Regions from separate parts of the Oryctolagus cuniculus genome. Here region 2 is linked to region 1. The links are chromatin contacts, called in public Micro-C maps. All regions are on one chromosome and are shown on one strand. The core of a region is the stretch at or near the end of the contact, and the rest is flanking DNA. Distances in the headings are between cores, read along the strand shown.

Region 1 (5,814 bases), core at 125-2,624:
TTACTCTGGGAGAAAACGCTCCCACACCTTTTGATTGCTGTGCCTGCTCTTGCTATCTGGAGCTGTTTTCTGAACTGTTTTACATGGTGGTAGCAAACACTTGTTTTCTGGATCTGCTCTTAGTCTGGAGTTTCAACTCTAGGATGTCACTTTGGCCCAACTGTTTAAAAATGGTTAGAATGTAATGTACAGATTGAAGACTACCAATTAACCAGATTGGGTTAATCACTAGACTAATAAAACACCAGGCAAAATCTAGCACATCAATTCACCCCATCAGCAGAAATTGAAGCAACTCAGTAAGACAAGAGACTTATTTGCAAAGGTGTTAAATCTACCAGACCTAACCCCATGGGCTGCGGAGGGGGTATGAAGAAGACTGCAAAAGAAATGCTCTAAATTCTGATTAGTGGACCTTGAAACTGATGCGAATCTGGCTTTGCATCTCCAAGTGGCAGGGAAACCTCAGCAAGTTACCCAGCGCTTTCAGAGAGTAGGGTAGAATTATAAGAACATTTTTATGAGTTGTGGCTGGCAAGCCCTTGCCTGTTAAAACTCTTTAAAACCCAATGCCTTGGTGGAGGTAACATTTACTGTTTACTGTAGCTCTGGTTGTTAGGGGTTATTGCTAAGGTCCTGGTTTTCCATGACATCAGCAGCATTCCAAGGGAAGTGTGTGTCAGTGACTTTCAGTAATGACTCCCTTCTCCAAATGTTCAAAGCTTCTGCCAAGTGGCCCTACACCTGCACACCAGCTGAATTGGAGGAAAAGGAAAAGCAAGATGGATTAAGTGGGATTTTTGTCTGGGTTCCTTAATGAGGCTAAAGGCTTTTTCTTCCTTCGGTGTTGGGTTTTGTGTAATAAATTGGTGCCAACCCCTTTAGGAGTGACATGACTCATCCTTAACTTTTCATAAACTGATCTGATTATCTGTCATGACCTCTCACTGTCATATTTTGGAATAGCCTTTCAAGAGATTTTTTCTGCAGGAAAAATTTAGGGCTTAGTGAGATAATCAGCATGGCATGCCAACCCTCTGGGAGGGTTTCCAAGCGAGGCATCTGCTGCTCCTCAGATTAGCAGGAAACAGAAGCAGTGAGGAGACATTACTGCGTGGCTGCTATAAGGATTACCTGGCTTCCAACATCTCAAACCAGATGTGCACTCTCAAGGCTGCCGTGGATCACAATCAGGGATCTGGTTAACCTGATCCAAGGCTGCCCAGTGCCCACTCCTGTGGCTCAGGACTGGTGTTGGGGCCAGCGCTGTTTGTGCACCTCTCTAAAACCTTTCTTCCAGAAAGGCCAGGATATTTTATCAACATGAACTCATCAGTAGTCATGACAACCCTCTGAGGAGAGAGGTGGCAAATATTAGTTCAGGTGGGAGAAAATTGGGGGTGGAGGGAGGATTAAGAAGAATGAAATTCTCTGCCAAGAGCGAGGCAGTGGGAGAGCTCAGCCCCCTACTGCCAACCCCTGAGAGAACTCACCCAGGGCTTGCACCAATTTTGCCTAGGCTAGACTAGCCTATTTAGTTCCAAAGAGTTGTGAAAAATAAGCATTGCTGTTATTGAGGCAAACCTTGAAGCTGTCAGTGGGAAACAGTAATAATTTCACATAGACACAAAGGATAGTCCTCATAAGAGTTTCAATACAAGAACGATGCGATATGTGCATTGAATTTCTGTTTCTTGAATGACACAAGGCAGAAGCATCCATCTTTTTATACCTGTTCCCTCATCTATAAAAGCTTAAAAAAAAGGCACCAATAGGATATCTCCAGGAGATGTTTTGAAATTTAAAAATGAATGGCTTGAATTGTATAGATTTTTTAGGATCTCTGACATGCTAAAAAGTCCCTATTATAGTGTACTATACAATTCTAGAAGAAACTGCTTTAGCCACCAGTTCTTAGAGAATAGGATGAATCCATAATATTTCAAGTGATCTTTTTAAATAAAAAGCCTCTAAAATTACAAAAAAAATCATTGTCATCTTGCAGAAACAAAGAAATTTTAAGTGGTAGAGTTAGGATTTTTTGTGGTATATGGAAAGCTACAGATAAATTAATTATTTCCCAATTTCTCTTTGACTTTATCACGCTGGATTCAAACATGAAAATACATGAACCTTTCCCATCAACCATATTTTGCCTCTGAAGATGAGGAAAAAAATGGCTTTGGGGCTTGATTATTTAATTTAACAATAAAAATCTGTTCAGTATAAACTAACAATTTAAAGTTTTTATTTATTTTATTTATTTGATAGGTGGGATGGAGGGCAGAAAGAGAGAGCAAGAGAGCTCCCATTTACTTGTTCACTTTCCAAATTCTCCCAATAGCCATAGCTGTTCAGGACCCAGGAACTCACCTACCACATGGGTGGTGGGACCCAGCCACTTGAGCCATCACTTTCTCCCTCCCAGGGTGTGCAATGACCAGAAGCTTGAATAAGGAGCAGATCGTGGACTCAAAGTAGGCACTCCAACATGGGATCCAGGCATCCCAACTGGCAACTTAACCACAAAGCCAAATGCCCAACCTTTTTTTTTTTTTTTTTTTTTGGACAGGCAGAGTGGACAGTGAGAGAGAGAGAGAGACAGAGAGAAAGGTCTTCCTTTGCTGTTGGTTCACCCTCCAATGGCTGCCGCACTGATCCAAAGCCAGGAGCCAGGTGCTTCTCCTGGTCTCCCATGGGGTGCAGGGCCCAAGCACTTGGGCCATCCTCCACTGCACTCCCTGGCCACAGCAGAGAGCTGGCCTGGAAGAGGGGCAACCAGGACAGAATCCGGTGCCCCGACCAGGACTAGAACCCACTGGGCTGGCGCCGCAGGCAGAGGATTAGCCTAGTGAGCCATGGCACCGGCCACCAACCTTGTTCTTTTAAGAATTTTTATTAGACCTACATGCCTATATATTTTATTTTGTGCAACAAATATGACATAAATATTTTAATTTTTTCTTATTTGTATCTGATACACAAAAGTTGCACATATTTATGAGTTTCTATGTGGTCTCTCAATACATGTATACATTCTGCGATGTTCAATTTGGGGAGAACATCAGTATCAACTCTTTAAACATCAATCATCTCTTCTTGATAAAAACATTCAAAGTTCCCCTTCCTGGCCTCCTAGTTTTTCATTTTAAAAATGTATAGTGGGGCCAGCGCCGTGGCTCACTTGGTTAATCCTCCGCTTTGCAGTGCCGGCATCCCATATGGGCACCGGGTTCTAGTCCCGGTTGTTCCTCTCCCATTCCAGCTCTCTACTGTGGCCCAGGAGGGCAGTGGAGGATGGCCCAAGTGCTTGGGCACCTGCACCTGCATGGGAGACCAGAAGGAAGCACCTGGCTCCTGGCTTCGGATCGGCACAGTGCCGGCCCCAGCGGCCATTTGTGGGGCAAACCAACAGAAGGAAGACCTTTCTCTCTGTCTCTCTCTCTCTCACTGTCTGTAACTCTGTCAAATTAAAAAAAATTATAAAAAAAAGTAAAGTACACTATGGCTATCTATAGTTACTCCACTATACAACCAAACACAGAACTTGTTTCCCCAATCTAACTACAACTCAATACCGTTAATCAATGTTTCTTCCTCCTGCCAATGAATCCCCTGCTCTCCCCAGCCTCTGATAACTACCATTCCATTCTCTATTGCCATGAGCTCAGTCTTTGAGATTTACTTATGAGACAGATCTCATACTACCCGTCACTCCTTGTCTGGCTCCTTTCACCTAACATAATGACCTCCAAGTTATCACAGATGACAAGATTTCATCCCTGTTGGGGAGCAGTACCCTGAACAAATAGTATCTCATGATGCGTGTATGTCCCATTTTCTTTAGCCACTCATCATTTGCTGCGTATTGTGGTTGCCTCCATCTCTTGGCTATTGTGAACAGAGCTGCAACAAACGTGAGAGTGTAGGTCTTCTTTAACAGATCCATCCTATCTCCTCGAGCTGCAATCCAGCAATCCCACTGCTCCAGTTTCAGCCTTCTGAGGAACTTCGCACTGTTTTCCACAATGGCTGTACTAATCTCCATTCCCACAAACCGTGCACAAGCTTCCCCTTTTCCCGACATCCTCGCCAGCTCTCTTGTACCTCTTGTCTTTTGGATAACAGCCGTTCTAACAGGAGTGAAGTGCTATCTCGGTGTGGTTTTGATTTGTATTACCCTGATGATTAGTGATGTGCATAACTTTTCCATGCACCTGCTGGCCATTTGTACATCTTCTTCCTTTGGTAAGTGTCTAATCAGATCTATTGCCCGTTTTTTAATAGGATCCATTGTTTCTGTGCTACTGAGGAGTTCCTTCTGTGGGGAGCAGCTCGGACTAGACTGTTACTGGAATTAAGACTTATTCTGTGCATCTGCTCTCCCACAATATGGCGCTGGGAGAGAAGTAAACAGCTTCCGCACAGCTGCCTCCAGTTCAACCAATTAACTGTAGGACTTGCTCCTGATTGGAGGAGAGCGGCGTACTCGGCGTGTGGGCAGCCGAGTTGGGATTGGCGGAGGAGGACTATAAAGGAGGAGAGAGACGGCATGCACCAGGAACATCTATGGGGAACATCTAGCTGAAGGAACACCCGTGCAGCCCCCGAGAGAGCCGGCCGGCGGTGTGCCGCTCCCCTGCGGAAGTGGGGAATGCGGCCAGGGGGAACTGCCCTTCCACGGAGGTGGAAGGGATAGTAGCCAACCCGGGAAGAACCAGCAGCAAACCCGGGGAGGGCCGAGCAGACGAAAGAACAGCGCAGGGTCCTGTGTCGTTCCTCCACGAAGAGGGGGAGCGACACCTTCTATGTTCTGGTCTGTAACCCCTTGTCAGATGCATAGTATTCAAATATTTTCTCCTGTTTGATAGGTTGTTTCTTCAATCTGAATGATGTTTGCTTTGCTGTGCAGAAATGTTTTAGTTTGATTTCTATCTTAGCTTTATTTATTACCTGTGCTTTTGGGGTCTTATCCACAAAATCCTAGTCTATTCCAATGTCCTAATAGTGTTTTTCCCTAATAGTTTCATAATTTCAGGTCTTACAATAAGGTGCTTAGACATTTTGAGATTATTTTTGTATATGGTAAAAGATGGAAGGAGGAGTTGGTTCACTCCCTTGCTTGTGGTATCCAATTTTCCCAGCCTCATTTACTGAAAATCTGTCCTTTTTCTGACCACATTGAATTCTGAGCTTCAGTTTCCTTGAAAATATTTTAAATGGGGAATTTTACAATTATGACTCGTTAGCAAAGATTGCACTGATTAGAAAATAAGCCTTTTAATAGACTTTCTGGTAGACAGAGTTCACAGTTACCCATACAACTAAATGCCACAAGTCATTTTCATAAATGAGTAAATATATAAATTCTAAAGCAGAGAGAGAGAAACAGTGACAGAGACAGAGAAATTTTTATCTAAAATGGTTAAATCCCAAGAAAAGAGAGTAGAGGGAAAAAGTTTCTTTTCTTCTTAAAGATGAAAGATTTAATGACTTACTTATCCCCTTACTAAAGTTCCTTTGGTAATTGCCCTATTTTAAGCCACACTAATTTTGCTAGGAGCCTTTGCTGTTAAAAGATGTTGTTTTATTATGTCAAACTACACACAAAAGCAATGTAGCAAAATACGCTTCTGATTTTGTTATGCTACCAACCTATACTTATCCAGAAATTTCAACTGCCAAGCGTCTTTTATCTAAGGCAGACTTCACCCTTCACCACCCACCCTTCACCACATGAAGCAACAACGTCATTAGGAGTGGAAAACTCTGGGAATAAAAACCTGAGCCCTGGAAAAAAATACTCAATGGGAA
Region 2 (5,449 bases), core at 1,307-3,806, 90 kb before region 1:
TGAAAGGCACTGGAAGGCAGGGGCAGCGTGGAAGTAGAGCCAGAGCCAGGACAACGCAATTCTCCCAAAAGGAAAGTGCCCATCTGTGAGGAAGGCGGGCTCCAGCAGCCTGCTCAACAGGCGTGCATAAAGGCTCCTAAGTTCCAGAACACCGTGAGGCCTCGTCTGGTGATACCTGACACTGGCTCTGGACTATCTGAGTTCATTTATTTTTCATTGCTGCAGTGAACAGCGGGAGGAAACAGACTCATGGCCTCTCAATATGCTTATGAACTTCAGGGCAAGACGCAGCTCATTCTTCCAACGTCAGGAGGGAATAGACACTTGAATCCAGGTGCTCTGCGGGCTGCAAGAGATTTAAATCCCGGAGTTGGCTGCACAGCTGAATATTTTCCCAACAATTCTCTTATGAAGAAATTTCCCAGGACAGGGACTTTGGAGGCAGACGCATTACTGTTCACATAATTGAAATAGCAGGTGAATAAAAGGGGAGGGGGATAGGTGATTTGATGAAGGGTCATACAGGTGTCCTTGAAAACGGACAAGCACTGGGGAATCAATTTGTGTGTTCTCTAGGAGACTTAAGGAACAGATTGTTACAATCAGTTAAGGGGCTGCATACAAATGACACTCCTTTGTGTGGACGTCTGCAAATCTATATAGCGTCAGCAGTTGTCGGGAATCCAGATCAGCCAGGGAGAGCTAAGCAGGAGCATGTGTTAATGTGTTTCAGAGAACAATTCCCCTACTCCTCCCCAAAGGAGGCACAAAGGTAACAGCCTAGAAGGGTCATCGTCTTACTAGCCTTGGACCGAGACTTCAAATCTCATTAAGTGTGCTCTGCTATAGAAACAATAAACATGGTAACCAAACAACCAGGTGGTGATCACTAAAACTCTATTCACAGCATGATGGATTCTTTGATAGATAGTATGGATGGAATATACCCTCCACTGTCCCTGGCCCCCTTCTCTTCTGCCTGGTTGACCTAATCCACTGTCTTGACTTGGAGGATTCTAGGTACTTCTTAGCTGTCTTTCTTGACTCATACCACGGTCACCTATTAGACTTCTATTCCTGAATGTATCATCTCATTAGTATCCTAATTTAAGCTCAACATGTTATGCAGTGACCTTATAGTTCCTCCAAGGCTGCTTGTCCTCTGAATTTCTTGAAGGCATCCTGATCCACCCAATACCCCAGTCCCTATGTGGGGTAATTCTCCAAACGTCAACCCCTGCATCCAACTCCCAAACGCTGTTCAAATCTGTCCTTTCACCTCTCCCCTCCTGGTACCACTTCTAGACCACACAGCAGCTTTCCAGCTGGTCTCCGCGTGATCCTTTTCTCCCACCCGATGTTATCATCAGAATTCTCCTTTTGAAAATGTAATCAAATGAAATAACTCTCTTTAGAACCTCCATAAGCCCTTTCAGTCTTACAGAGTAAGGCCTTGGCAGGTAATGCAAGGTCCACCACAATTTCGACTTCAACTAACTGATAGAGCCTCATTTTTTGCCAAAAGTCCTTAAGAAATGTCTTACTTTATCTTGAACACACTACTCTTTCCACACCTCTTTGCATTTGCGTATGCTGTTCCTGTATTGATGATGTTCCTCCCTCCCTTGTCAATCTGGAAAACACTTTATATTCTACGAGTTCCAACCCAAAAGTTTCCTCATCTCCTTTGTAGAAATATTTGTTGCTTCTCATGTGTTTTCCTAAGTATTTTGCTCATACCAATCACGAAGCACTAACACAGTGGCTAATACAATGTCTGGGGTGCTTTCTTATTTACTACTTTATCTCAATGATTTGCACTAGGGTACTTCATCAGTGTCCATGAATTCAGTGCATACACCATGAGATTAAAGCATGACAAGACTTTCCAGTGTGACTTAAAAGCATAATGAAGAATCTAAATGTGAACACTTCTTCTGTAATAAACTATAACAAACTATGAGGATTGTTAGCCTGACCTCAAAAGATGTAATCTGCAATATACGGCCTTGACTTAGACAATCAGGGCTGTCCCTTCAGTCCTGCAAACAGTGTCTGGTAAATACTCAGCACTGCATATGGCTTGCTGATACTATTGGTAGAGGCTTATGATCCAGCCCATAGTCTAGCTAAACTGACTTAAAAGTAGCTGTCACCATACAGTAGACCTTTTAGAATACCTAATCTTACACTACGAAGGATAATACACACATAGGCCCACGTTTGCTAACGCCTGTGAAATATTCTGCCCCACACACACTCACAAGCCACTTACTAGTATGTAAGGACGGTGGGCTTAAAAAGCTTTCTGGCATTATTTTCTAGGTTTTTCTACAGACCAACATCAAGCCATTTATCTGACCTCCTTGATCTACACAGCCTATCCAGAACCCACAGCTATTTTCTCGAGGCCTGAATGAGTCAGAACAAGAAAATGATTAATCAACTTGGAGAGATTTGAAAGCTGGACGAGAGCCATCCTGTGAGTAAAAGCTCAGAGCTGTGGGACCGCAGCAGTTGGAAAGTTAGGGGATTTCCATAGCTGAAACATTTGGCTGGCTTGCCGTGGTCCTATGACCTTGCAATAAGACAGAACAGACCGAGCTGGGTGATTTACCTCTGACAATATCCTATGTCTGCTGCCTTTGGCTGCTCACTCTGACTTGACAAAATCAAAGTTATTCCCCCTGAGCCTCGTGACTTTGGAAGTGGCTCAGAAAATTCCCTTTGCTTTTTCCTCCCCATGGATATCATTCTCAGTCTTTGGCTTCACTTTTACGTATGTGAGGCTTAAATTAGAAGTGAATGCAAAGCGCCTAGCACAGTACTTGGCAAACAGTTAGGTGGGTCTGCTGTTTCTCAGGCCAGCTTGGTCTCCCAGCACTCGGGGTAGGCAGCACCATCTTGCTTTTCTTCCGTGCCAGTTGCTACCCTGCCAGTGCCTTTGAAAATCCCCTTTCCCCCTTCAGATGTGCGTCACGTAGCATTTTCCTTACTTCATCTAATCCAATTCTTACCATTCCCTTTTTGGGAGACTTGACGGCTGATGTCTTTAAGACATTACTCTAGTATTATACCACTGTTTACACCCGAAGTACTACAGGTGATGCATCTGAGCAGCGTGGTTGCATTTTCCTTTGTTTGTTGTTTGACAGGTACTGTTTTATCGATGTGAGGGCTTCCTGTATTTCTGTTTCATTTTTCTCCACCAGTTACGCCTCTGCTTCCATTCTCTTGCCCTTTTGCATGAAGTGCACTGCTCTCTTTCTTCTTTCATTTAAACATATGAATCACTTGGATTTTATTACCACTTCTTTCTATCCTAGTGCCGCTTTCTGTTCTATCATTGCATTTATAATACATTCCTCGTGTCTGCTATCAATAATGTGTCAGCAGGATATCTAGTGCCTGATTGTTTATTGGTCTCCTGTCTCCATTTCTCTCTTTAATATCAGCTATTTTCCTTATATAACATCTTAGGTTCTTGCCCACAAACTTAATAAAGAAATAAGCTTAGGCAAAGCTCTCTGCTCAATTCTCTTCCTGACCTGAAGGGATAGAAGTCCCTCTCCTTTCAGGGAACACTGTCATCTGTCTCAAGTCTCATGAACCCACAGGAACAGACATATGCAAACAGCCACTGCTGGGGTTCTTTATCTCTTGTTGGGCAAAGACAGCTGCTGCATTTCACTGCAATGGCATGGAGGAGGCCTGGGGATCCTGCCTTTTGGCACATAGGTCAGGCACACTGAGGCTCAACAGCAGAAGAGAGAAGATGCCTGGGTGGCAGCGGAGAGTCAAATGGTAGTTCAGAGAAGAAGGGAAAAGGAAGGGAATTTGAGGAAAGAGGAACAGAAGCTACAGATGAATCAACCACAGGAGGAAAAGAAAGGGGAGATGAAAAAGATTTAGAAAAACACAGGACTGGAGGGAGGCAAGCGGAGTGGCTCGGGGAGAGAAAGAATCAGGAACAGAGGCCAAGAGGAAGAGAAAGGTGGCACGCAGCTGGTCATCCACTTGAAAAAGAGAGCACGAAGGGAAGATATCCAGGGATGAGTGAACACAGATGAGAAAACATTCCAGATCAACGTGCATCCTCATTGAAAACCCCCTTGTTGTTACAATCTGCTCCCCACAATATGGCTTCTTGTTACAAATCCCTCAGCCTATAGAAGCAGAAATATCCCTCTTGCCAAAGCCTTTGAAGTCACTCGCTCCAGTCAAGCCCTCAAAGACTCAAATCCTGTCAGTCTATACAGCCACAAGTGAGAAAGTGGCCAGGACGCTCTTCTGACCCTTCACTGCTAATGACTGGCCCACATTTTGATGATGCTGAGGCTGACGGTGATTTTATCTTATTCAAGTGATTTTTAAGAGGCATTCTACTGCAGGCAACTACAATAATCAAAGATGCTCTTTGCTAATTACTGACTTCAATTCTATAAGGCATTAGAGACAAAAAGAATGCTGAAATCACAGTCAAGAACCCTCCTAGGGGGATGTGGATCATTATTTTTTTTATTTTTTAAAGATTTATTTATTTGAAAGTCAGAGTTACAGAGAGAAAGGGGAGACACACACACAGAGAGAGAGAGAGAGAGAGAGAGAGAAAGAGAGAGGTCTTCCATCTGCTGGTTCACTCCCCAGCTGGCCACAACAGCCAGGGCTGGGCCAGGATGAAGCCAGCAGCTAAGAACTTCATCTGGGTTCCCCATGTGGGTGGCAGAAGCCCAAACACTAGGGTCAGCCTCTGCTGCTTTTCCCAGGCCATTAGCAGGGAGCTGGATTGGAAGTGGAGCATTCCATATGGGATGTAGGTGTCAAAGATGGCAGCTTTACCTGCTATGCCACAAGGCTGGCCCTGGATGTGGGTCTTTTTGACAACTGTTAAGAAAAGAATGCCATAGGCTCTCATTGTGGCAAAGCAGGTAAAGTTGACGCTTACAATGCCAGCATCCCATACGAGTGCCAGTTCTAGTCCTGGCTGCTCCACTTCTGATCCAGCTCCCTGCTAATGTGCCTGAGAAGGCAGTGGAGGATGGCCCAAGTCCTTGGGTCCCTGCAGCCACATGGGAGATGGCCCTAACTGTTGAGGCCATTTGGGGAGTGAACCAGTGGAAGGAAGATTCTCTCTCCCTCTCTCTCTCTCTGTAACTTTGCCTTTCAAATAAATAATAAATCTAAAAAAATAATAATAATAATTAGGAAAGAAAGGAAGGGAGGGAGGGAAGGAGGGAGGGAGGGAAGAATGCCTGTCCAGGGACCAGTTTCTTTGGCTATGAGGCTGAATTTACTCCCTCCCAGTACCGCCCTACAGAGGAAAGGTTCCTTGTTGGGCATCTGCTGTCTTTGCATTTCCCCTTCTTTTGGTGGAACATTCTGGTTCGGCTCAGCCTTCACTAAGGGCAGTGTTGGTTACACTGTCATCTGAGGCATGGGGCTTTCCCCT

Evidence for each region. A called contact is a pair of places that touch in the nucleus more often than the background predicts.
Region 2: a Micro-C map of ear pinna shows a contact between it and region 1, with 2.7 times the contacts expected there. The contact joins two enhancer-like sites. A contact is called at or near these places in 3 of 6 Hi-C or Micro-C datasets (ear pinna, embryonic fibroblasts and skin fibroblasts).

The regions. Positions count from the first base shown.
Region 1 is chr20:14,004,116-14,009,929 of mOryCun1.1, reverse strand. All of the region lies in intron 7 of RAD51B (RAD51 paralog B), which reads right to left. Among named protein-coding and RNA genes, the nearest start is that of RAD51B, 290 kb to the right of the region's middle. Within about 2 kb of position 1,374, at least 4 of the 8 cell types and tissues checked have an H3K27ac peak or open chromatin away from gene starts, as enhancers often do. A contact at or near this core is called in ear pinna, where this site is marked.
Region 2 is chr20:14,095,603-14,101,051 of mOryCun1.1, reverse strand. All of the region lies in intron 7 of RAD51B (RAD51 paralog B), which reads right to left. LOC103351641 (a long non-coding RNA gene) reads left to right here. Exons shown (of 3, transcript XR_007911782.2): 2 at 2,326-2,482. Among named protein-coding and RNA genes, the nearest start is that of RAD51B, 380 kb to the right of the region's middle. Within about 2 kb of position 2,556, at least 3 of the 8 cell types and tissues checked have an H3K27ac peak or open chromatin away from gene starts, as enhancers often do. A contact at or near this core is called in ear pinna, where this site is marked.